2 separate regions of the Sus scrofa genome follow, and region 2 is linked to region 1. The links are chromatin contacts, called in public HiChIP or PLAC-seq maps. All regions are on one chromosome and are shown on one strand. Each heading gives the region's core, a stretch centred on a gene start, on an enhancer-like site or on the middle of the called end of the contact. The rest is flanking DNA. Distances are from core to core; before and after follow the strand shown.

Evidence for each region. HiChIP or PLAC-seq counts read pairs in DNA pulled down with a chosen protein or histone mark.
Region 2: a contact with region 1 is called in an H3K27ac HiChIP or PLAC-seq map of alveolar macrophages. The contact joins two enhancer-like sites. A contact is called at or near these places in 3 of 47 Hi-C or Micro-C datasets (epiblast stem cells, heart right ventricle and skeletal muscle) and 1 of 2 datasets of contacts at active chromatin or transcription factors (alveolar macrophages).

The regions. Positions count from the first base shown.
Region 1 is chr15:101,728,537-101,733,154 of Sscrofa11.1, reverse strand. All of the region lies in intron 1 of PLCL1 (inactive phospholipase C-like protein 1), which reads right to left. Among named protein-coding and RNA genes, the nearest start is that of PLCL1, 110 kb to the right of the region's middle. Within about 2 kb of position 2,699, at least 4 of the 83 cell types and tissues checked have an H3K27ac peak or open chromatin away from gene starts, as enhancers often do. A contact at or near this core is called in alveolar macrophages, where this site is marked.
Region 2 is chr15:101,796,444-101,801,061 of Sscrofa11.1, reverse strand. The region is part of intron 1 of PLCL1 (inactive phospholipase C-like protein 1); the gene reads right to left. Among named protein-coding and RNA genes, the nearest start is that of PLCL1, 170 kb to the right of the region's middle. Within about 2 kb of position 2,586, at least 5 of the 83 cell types and tissues checked have an H3K27ac peak or open chromatin away from gene starts, as enhancers often do. A contact at or near this core is called in alveolar macrophages, where this site is marked.

The DNA of each region.
Region 1 (4,618 bases), core at 1,450-3,949:
ACCCTCTCTGAGCTCCAAGTGTATTAATCACCTCAATCTTATTAGAAAGATGGCTTCGTTCTTACCCGAACTGCAAGCTAAGGAGTAGGGCCAAAACAAGAATCCAGGATCTTGGTACTCTAAACAGTATTTCAGCTCCTTGGGAAGCATTCCATGTCCCTAACAATTATTTAAATAAATGCTCCCTTATCCCACTCTTAATTCCAACAAGATGAGCCATGTTCCAGGTTACTTTAGAAGAAAAGAACAGGCTTTGCTCAGCCACTGTGTTGCTCCCTTCCAGGCATTAGCGAAGCCCACCATTCACTTGTAAGGAACGGTGCCTCCTGGAGTTGTGTGGCCACTACCTGGTGCTGGTGTTGTGACTCCATCTATACCAGTAAGAGTGAGCTGAGAGCAAGAACTCTGCCCTTTCATCTCAGTATCCCCTGCACAGAGTAGGTACTTGATAAATATTGAGCTCACTTAATAAATCACCCTGAGACACACAGAGTTCTTATTTGGTAAACCTGTTTAATGGTATCTCTTTCACGTGCTGAGGATATATTTCAACATAAAAATATAATACAAAGAAAATAGGACCTGTGCATTTGCATGAAAATATAAATTAGATATTTGCTTTTATTCATTTTTTTCTTTTTCTTTACATCCCATTTCACAATGTCTGTAATTTACTCTCGAATGCTTCAATATTTATAACGAATGTGTGAATTAAGTTAAACTAAAGTGTTTTCAGTTATCTTAAGTAAGGACTTGATGGTTACCTAACATTTCATCAGAGAGGACACACTATCAGTGACTACACAAATATTTTGATATCTTTATTTCTGGTCATAACCAGAAGCTTTACTAATTAACATAATGAATGTCAGAAATGAGTTTTCAGGAGGAGTTCCCGTCGTGGCTCAGTGGTTAATGAATCCGACTAGGAACGATGAGGTTGAGGGTTTGATCCCTGGCCTTGCTCAGTGGGTTAAAGATCTGGGGTTGCCGTGAGCTGTGGTGTAGGTGGCTCTGGTGTAGGCCTGTGGCTACAGCTCCGACTGGACCCCTAGCCTGGGAACCTCCATACGCTGCAGCAGTGGCCCAAATAAAGGCAAAAAGACAAAAAAAAAAAAAAAAAAAAGAAAAGAAAAGAAAAAGAGTTTTCATAGGTGAAAATAATGGCTTATTAGGGGAAAAGGACAAGTTAAGGGTATGGGATTACAAGACAAACTACTACGGATAACTTTGTAATAACTTTTAATAGAGTATAATCTGGAAAAATACTGAATCAATGCTACAGGTCCAAAACTAATATAATGTTGCAAATCAACTACACTTCAGCTTTAGAAAGAAACAAAAAATATGGCTTAGTATTTTGTACAATGGATGTTAAAAATAGACTGTCAGCAAAATTATTGATATTCAAGATATGAATTGGTTAGAAAATATTACAGAGACGCTTCCCATCCTTGCATGAAAAGGGCATAGGAACCTAGGAAACCCTTCACCTTTACCCTCCAAGATGGCATCAAAGGCTGAGCTACAAAATCCTGGGTCCAACCATAGGTTTGGGGATTCTGGGAAAGAGTTAACTGAATCCTGCCCCTGGAATATTGTCTTATCTGCTTTGAGGAAATCTGTCATGCCATGTTTGGACAAGGCATTTCTTCCCTGACCACTTGCAGCTTCATCAAGTTTACAGAATAAGTTGCCTAATTAATGTTTATCTTAAAACATCTGAAACATCTATGTGTGTAATGGAATTTGGTCAAGTCTTAACTTCATTACAACCTGATAGGAAAGTGTAGTGGAGAAGCTAACCTTTTCCCACCACTAACTACTGGTAGCTCTTGTGTATCAAAAAGAACTAAGAGTACCACATAACACATTGGCTTAGGTCACTTTGCAACACTCCTGTAAACTGGTTGCTGTTTGTTGCTGCTTTTGTTTCATTTGTACTTATGCTAAGAAAGTTTTAACTATGAAGCAAATTTTTCTATAGCTGAATCTCCCTGATGGAGAACAGAATTGGCAGCTTCGGAGATCCCGTAGTGGCGCAGTGGTTAACGAATCCGACCAGGAACCATGAGGTTGCAGGTTCGGTCCCTGGCCTCGCTCAGTGGGTTAAGGATCTGGCATTGCCATGAGCTGTGGTGTAGGTCGCAGACATGGCTCGGATCCCAAGTTTCTGTGGCTGTGGTGTAGGCTGGCAGCTACAGCTCCGATTAGACCCCTAGCCTGGAAACCTACGTATGCCTCAGGAATTGGCCCTAGAAAAGACAAAAGGGCAAAAAGCCAAAAAAAAAAAAAAAAAAAAAAAGAATTGGCAACTTCATTAGGGTATGGGACTCCTAACTTGTCGAAGTGGCACTTAGAGTAACAAAGACAATTAACACATACATGAAAACCTTCCAAGTCTTTTCACATAGGCATTTTTTGCCTGGTAACTAAAAGCCACCTCTGCCTCTAGGAGGAAGCAGTGGGGAACACCCATGAAGTCACACCACAGAGAAAGTTCTTCACTTCCTATCCTTTATTCTAAATTCAGTTTCAGCTTTGCTCCTATCATTTTACCTCTGTTTCAGCTTACATTGTTGAATTCAATTCTACTGTTGAAGTCAATGGATCTTTCCCAAACCTAAATCTAAAGGTCCAGCAAAAAAAGAGAAAGGCTTTAACATTCTTTGCCTAGTCAGAAAATCAAGCTAATGGTTCATAGTCAGCACCCTCTTCCTCAACCATGACTGTGTGATAGCTAAGGCAGTGAATATTCCCTGTAGCAGTGTCCGAGGCTACTCAAATCTATTTTCGGTGAAGCCTAAAGGGTCTGGTATTAGTAAATAACCCTGGATATGTTAAGATGTATGAAGTTATAGCACCTCTCTCCATTTTCTTCAAAAGCATAACTTTCCAGAGATTGCTATGCATGCAAGGAATGCATTCTAGGAGGGCCTGGAATGCTGCTCTGTGTGTTCTGGCAGGGACTCAGAGGTAACAGATACTGGAGCCTGGGACAAGAAGCACAGACTATGTTACAGGTCATTGAGCAAATGTCCAATGTTCTACTGAAAACCATTCCTGATCTGTTGTTCCAGTCAACATTATATTCTAAAAGTGCTCAGATACCACATGCAGAATATTACATATTCCACACACAATAAATGGGATGTTAGAGAAAGAATGAAAAGAGAGGAATGATTAACAGTGTCAGGGGCTCCTGAATTCTGTCTACCTAACACTCACAATAGCAGCCATCAATGGATGATCTTCAAAAAAAAAAAGCAAAAAAAAATTTTCAGTTCTAATATGTATTTAAATCTGTATCATCTCTGAAGGAAACCTGACTCTTTTCTATTCTTGAAGAAAATCTGATTTTTGGATAGTCTCTCAAAGGCTTCTCTTTTCTAAATTACTAAACGATATTAAAAATGAGTAAATCAATATCACAAATGTGTGATCCCACTTGGGGCTTTTAAATAGTGTTCATTGTACCCAAAATATCAACTTTCTGGATTAGGATCATTTTACAATGTGCACAAACTTAATTTGTCTTAAATGAACACCATACCATGTCCATTAATTTTATATCAAAGTGTAAAGCTTTCATTTCTGGGTAGTCTTTATTGATTCAAGCTTCTCTCTTTCAACTTTTCAGAGAAAAAATAAGGTTACTGAACTTTGAAGTAAATATCAAATGTAACACACATTACATTGAACACAAAGTAAATCACACAAAGTTATTTACTTCACGAGTAATTCACTGCAGGATATTTGAGTTGAGCAGAAAAGTTTAAGAAATTAATTCTTAATTAACCTGAAGTTCAAGTTAAGGAGAATTTGAAGGGATTTTTTTCAGGTTGCTGGTAAGAAAGAAATATAGTTCAGTATCTGAGGCCTCTTGGAACAAAGAGATGAAGCCTTTGCTTCTAAGGAACTGCCATAAAGTGGAGAAGAGACAGACCTGAAATGAGGAACCGAATGAAATAAATTATGGGGCAAGGTTATAAACAAAAACAAAAAAAAACCTGAAAGGTTAAGAAAAGGAATAGTTGTTTCTAAAGAGTGGTGGGGCAGAGGTGGGGCTTGAAGAAAGTTTTTGGAGAAAAGAAGTGAGAAACGGAGCTAAATTTTGTTAGGTAATTACTAACTGATGCCCAAGTAGGACAAGATGGTCCACTTAAGCCTTAAAACAGCTCTCTGGGGACAATACAGTTTTACACAGGATGAAGCTGAGGATTATACAACATAAATGTTATGGGCATCTTTTTTTTTTTTTTTCCCTTTTTATGGCCATACCATATGGAATGGAAGCTACCAGGCCAGGGACTGAATCCAAGCTGCAGCTGCAACCTACACCACAACTGTGACAACACAGGATCCTTTAACACGCTGCATCTGGGCCAGGAATCCAAACCTGCACCTCCATAGCAATCCAAGCCAAGGCAGTCAGATTCTTAAGCCACTGTCCCACAACAGGTTGGGCATCTTTAATTAGAGATCATGCAGCTAGGGAAGAACAGACAGAATAAGATGAACCCAAACGTGAAATGTTCCGAAGTTCATGCTGTCTTGTCTAAAAATATTTGCTTTACAGGAGTTCCTGGATGTTCTCAAGGTAAGGACTCAGTACTTT
Region 2 (4,618 bases), core at 1,337-3,836, 68 kb before region 1:
CAAATTCATAGAGACAGAAAGTAGAATAGTGGTTGTCAGGGGCTGGGGAAGGGGAAATGTTAGTGTTTAATGGGTACATGGTCAGTTTGGAAAGACTAAAAATTTCTGGCGATGGGTAAGTGGCACTGCAGTGTGAAGGTACTTAATGCCATGAAACTGTACACTTTAAAATGGCTAAAATGGTATTTGTGTTATATATATATGGAAGTTCTCAGGCTAGATGTCAATTCAGAGCTGCAGCTGCCAGCCTACACCACAGCCACAGCAACATGGGATCCAAGCCACGTCTGCCACCTACACCACAGCTCACAGCAATGCCAGATCCTTAACCCACCGAGCGGAGCCAGGGATCAAACCCATGTCTTCATGGATACTAGTCAGGTTTGTTACCACTGATCCATGTGGGAACTCCCTATTTATACAATTTTTTTTAAGGAATGCTGGTAAGTCAGTAAAAGGCCTCAACAAAAGGACCTGGAAGGGTATGGCCAAAAGCCTAGAAGCTGAGCAAAGAGTTGGAATGAATCAGCCAGGAGAAACACTGTCATCCACATACAAAAATTACAGATGTGTGATCCCCAGTGATGGAGAGATTTCCAGACCCTGAGGAAGACAGAGAGTACTTTGCTATGCCACCTTTCCTCCCTCTAATTACACACCCCATCATGCCTGAAGGTTAGCAAGCTGGTAGAAGCAGAGAAGAAATCAAAGCACTGAGTGGGAAAGAAAGAAGCTTCCTGGCATCTCCCATTGCAGATGGACAGTCTGCAACAGTCTTGTCCTGGGAGAGAGGGGAAATAGTAACTTTAATAAAATTTGAAGTTGGGGACAAAGACCCTGGAATGGACACATGAGTTACTAAACATAGACAATGTCTCATAACCTTCTAGAGGAAGAGGAAGTTACTGAAAGTGTCACAAGGCTATATCTAAATTTCAAAATGACTAAGCAGAATAAATAGGAGCATAGAATATATTTAAAAGAAGAGCAGATGGTAAAAGTTAATGTGCTTTATCATGACTATCCATGAGAAATACTTGTTCAAACATAATGGTTATATGATGAATTTATTTATTTATTTATTGCTTTTTAGGGCCACACCTACGGCATATGGAGGTTCCCATACTAGGGGCCGAATCAGAGCTACAGCCGCAGGCCTACACCACAGCCACAGCAATGTGGGATCCAAGCCATGTCTGTGACCTACACCACAGCTCAGACAATGCCAGATCCTTAACCCACTGAGCGAGACCAGGGATCAAACCCACACCCTCATGGTTCCTAGTCAGATTCGTTTCCACTGTGCCACGACAGGAACGCCTATATGATGAATTTAAATGTCCATATTTTAAAACACATATCCTATAGAATTATACATTAATTCTGGAATATTGCAATTTTCATGAAACAATTTCATTAAGACTCTCCACTCCTACCCAAACTTTAAGTCATCAAGCAGCTTTCTTAAAATCACATTTTCACATCTGTCCAAATTGCTAGAGAAATAGCATTTTCTGAATCTATCCTCACTGGAAGTGTTATTACAAGTCATGATTTTCCAGTCATACTAGGTTAAAGAGCTGTTTTCCTTCCGTCCTGAGGTGTTCATTCATGATATCCACAATATAAATACCTACTGTACTGCTCTAAAAGGCATGTTTAAAATTATATGCAGCACCTGCCATTGTAAACTCATACCTCCAGGAATAATAACAGAAACTGTATTAAATTTCTTTGCCTCTTTTTTCACCCATCACGTCTGCACACCTCTGTGAGCAAATAAAAATAGCACTGATGGAGGTCATTTCAGTTTAACGTGTCTTCCCCAAATAGTACTTCACTGTTCAAAATAAGGTAGTTGAGCAAGTGTGCTGTAACATGAGAGACTTTACCAGGATTCCAACATAAGAGACTCCCACAGGCATATACAGAGATGGACAATAAAGTAACATTCTAGAATCACACTATCTTTAGCAAAATAGGATACTCCAACTGTATTCTCTTCCTAGTAGGCATTGCCCTGAACATTTGCCCTCTGCGTGGTACACTGGTCCCTGAATATTATATATTATGCCTTGGGGAGTTCCCACTTAGGAAGGTGTGGGTTCTCTCCTGAGCAAATGGTCTTCTAAATTACAACTATTAACAAAGGTATTTTACAAGTTCCACCGAGAGTTATCCCTTCCTAGACATCTTTAAGTGTACACGTTAATCTTTGCACCAAGCTCGCTGGATTGACTATAGAAATCGCATCTGTAAAATGGAAGTTCTCTAGCTGGGAGTCAAGACCCTTCACAATTTGGCACCCTCCAATGGTCCAGCTCTCTCTTCCACTCTGCCAAGAACTTCATGCATCTCAGTCACATGTGTCTCCTTATGGCCCACTGCTGCCGAGCCTTTGTCCTGCCATTAGCCCTCTCTAAAGAAACTTCTAACCATTCCTTTGGTACTTCAAATCCTACTCATCCTTCAAGGTCTGATGCAAATCCCTATCTTTCTGAAAGTCTTTCTCTAGATCAAGCCAGAAGTACTGTCTCTTTCCCTAAACTGCCAAAGCATTGACTCATATGGGCTTGTCTTGTACAGAATTTTCCTAGCTTCCTGTCTTAACCGCCCAAGTAGGTCAAAAGTAATCCAAAGGCCGGGACTATTGATTCTACCAACGTTGGATACTCCAGTGCTTAGTGTCCACATTGCTTAGTATGGTATCTTACACACAGCAAACTGTCATAAATAATTATTGAATGAATGAATAATAACAGGAACAGCAATCATAACTGTCTGGAAATAGATTCATCTAACATTTTCTTTTATGCATTTTAAAGGTTCATTCAAAAAAAGAATGCCAAGTATTCTTTGTTTATTAGTTATGTTTTGAAAATCTCCCAGTTGGCTCTTTCATTCAATAGGATATAATTTATCCCCTTGGGTTTGAACTACATAATCCATCCTAGAAATTACACTTCAGAAAAAAATAAGTGATAAACCCTCTGCTTCACTCAGCCCATTTGTATACCTGACACCCTTTCCTATCGCTAAGTAGTTCCGACCATCAATTCCTTTAAACCACTGACACTCACTCAGTCTCTACATATTCCTCCTCGTGACAGAGTGCCAGGCAACCCCAGCCTATACTTCTTTCTCCAGTCTCTCAGGATCTCTTTCCCTCTTTAACATACTACTGCATAGCAGGAGGCCTTCCATAAAGGAGGTATTTATCACATACCCGATGATGCTTCCATTACAGAAGAAAAACATATGTCTACTCCTAAAACTCAGTCTCTGTGCTGAAATCCATTCAAAAATACACCCTCCAACCAGCTTCTCCAATATAAAAAATAAACTCCATTCGTTCAATTTACATGAACATGTTTTCTGAACTGAAACCTGCAAACCACAAAACGATAATGAAATATATGACATAACGGCTCATATGGCATAAATATAAAATATATATAGCAGGCCCTCACTAAAACATCATCAACTTATTTGAAAACTGTGCATCATCTCTTGACTAATCACTATTCCCTTGCTGTTCTGCTATTCTTCAGTAATAATAATGTGGACATGGTGCCGGAGCCTAAGAAAGTACTCTGTCTAAGGAAAACGAGTTCTGATCTCAGTGCTGCCAAATTACCTTGCCACTTCAAATCTTCTTTCCTCACTCACAAAGTTAGTATTATAGTCTAGATCAGGGGTCACAAGTTTGAGTGCCAAGAGGAGCCAGATAGGTACTAGCGATGACTTGAGTAGATTTGGCTGGGAAGACAATGGGGAGTGGTAGAGACTGATGGAAACTGGAGAGCAAATGCCTGCTCCAAAGGAGACCAGGGTTTAGTGTTTAAATCTAGCCTATTGCCATGTAGGAACGATGGGCCAGTGTGGCCACATCGTCTGACTTGTTGAAAGAAGCTGTGTGTCAGGACTTATTTGTTATATTAATTGACAACTAATTCCACGTATTTTTTAAAAATAAAACTGTGTACAGCCTAATACTGTGGAGGCTCAGCTAAACACATCTGCAGGCCAGATGAGACCTATGGCCTAACAGTTTGCAACGTTGGGTTTAAATGACCTTCTGCTCTTATTTTCTTATATACAGTTCTCTGTATGTTCTCCTCTGGATGCTTATTTACAAACCAGTGAGATTTTATACTTTACCCATTTTTCAAGAAACCTGGCTAAAGAGAACATCAGACAAAGGGACATGGCAAAGAAAATAGGATATGAAATCAGAAGACCAATTCAAGTCCCTCTTTCATTCTTTAGAGCTATATGACTTTAGGCTAGTGGTTTACCTTTTTGGAAATGGATGTTTCATCATCAAAATGGGGATAATTCCAATTGTTCTAACTTGTAGGGTGATGCTATTTGAATAAAATTGTGTAAATGGAAGCATTTTGTAAACTTTAAAGCACAAAACAGCTGTTAGAAATGATTATTATATTGTCTAACTCACCAAACATCAACTCAAGAGAAAAAAACAGACTTTGTGATCAGCTAAATCACAGTAAAAATGAAAATGAGACTTATCAGCGGCCAACAATTGTTCTGACATTAAATCTATCTAAAGCATTAAATTAAGTGAAAGGTGGTGTTGAATCTTCAGGTAATTTGT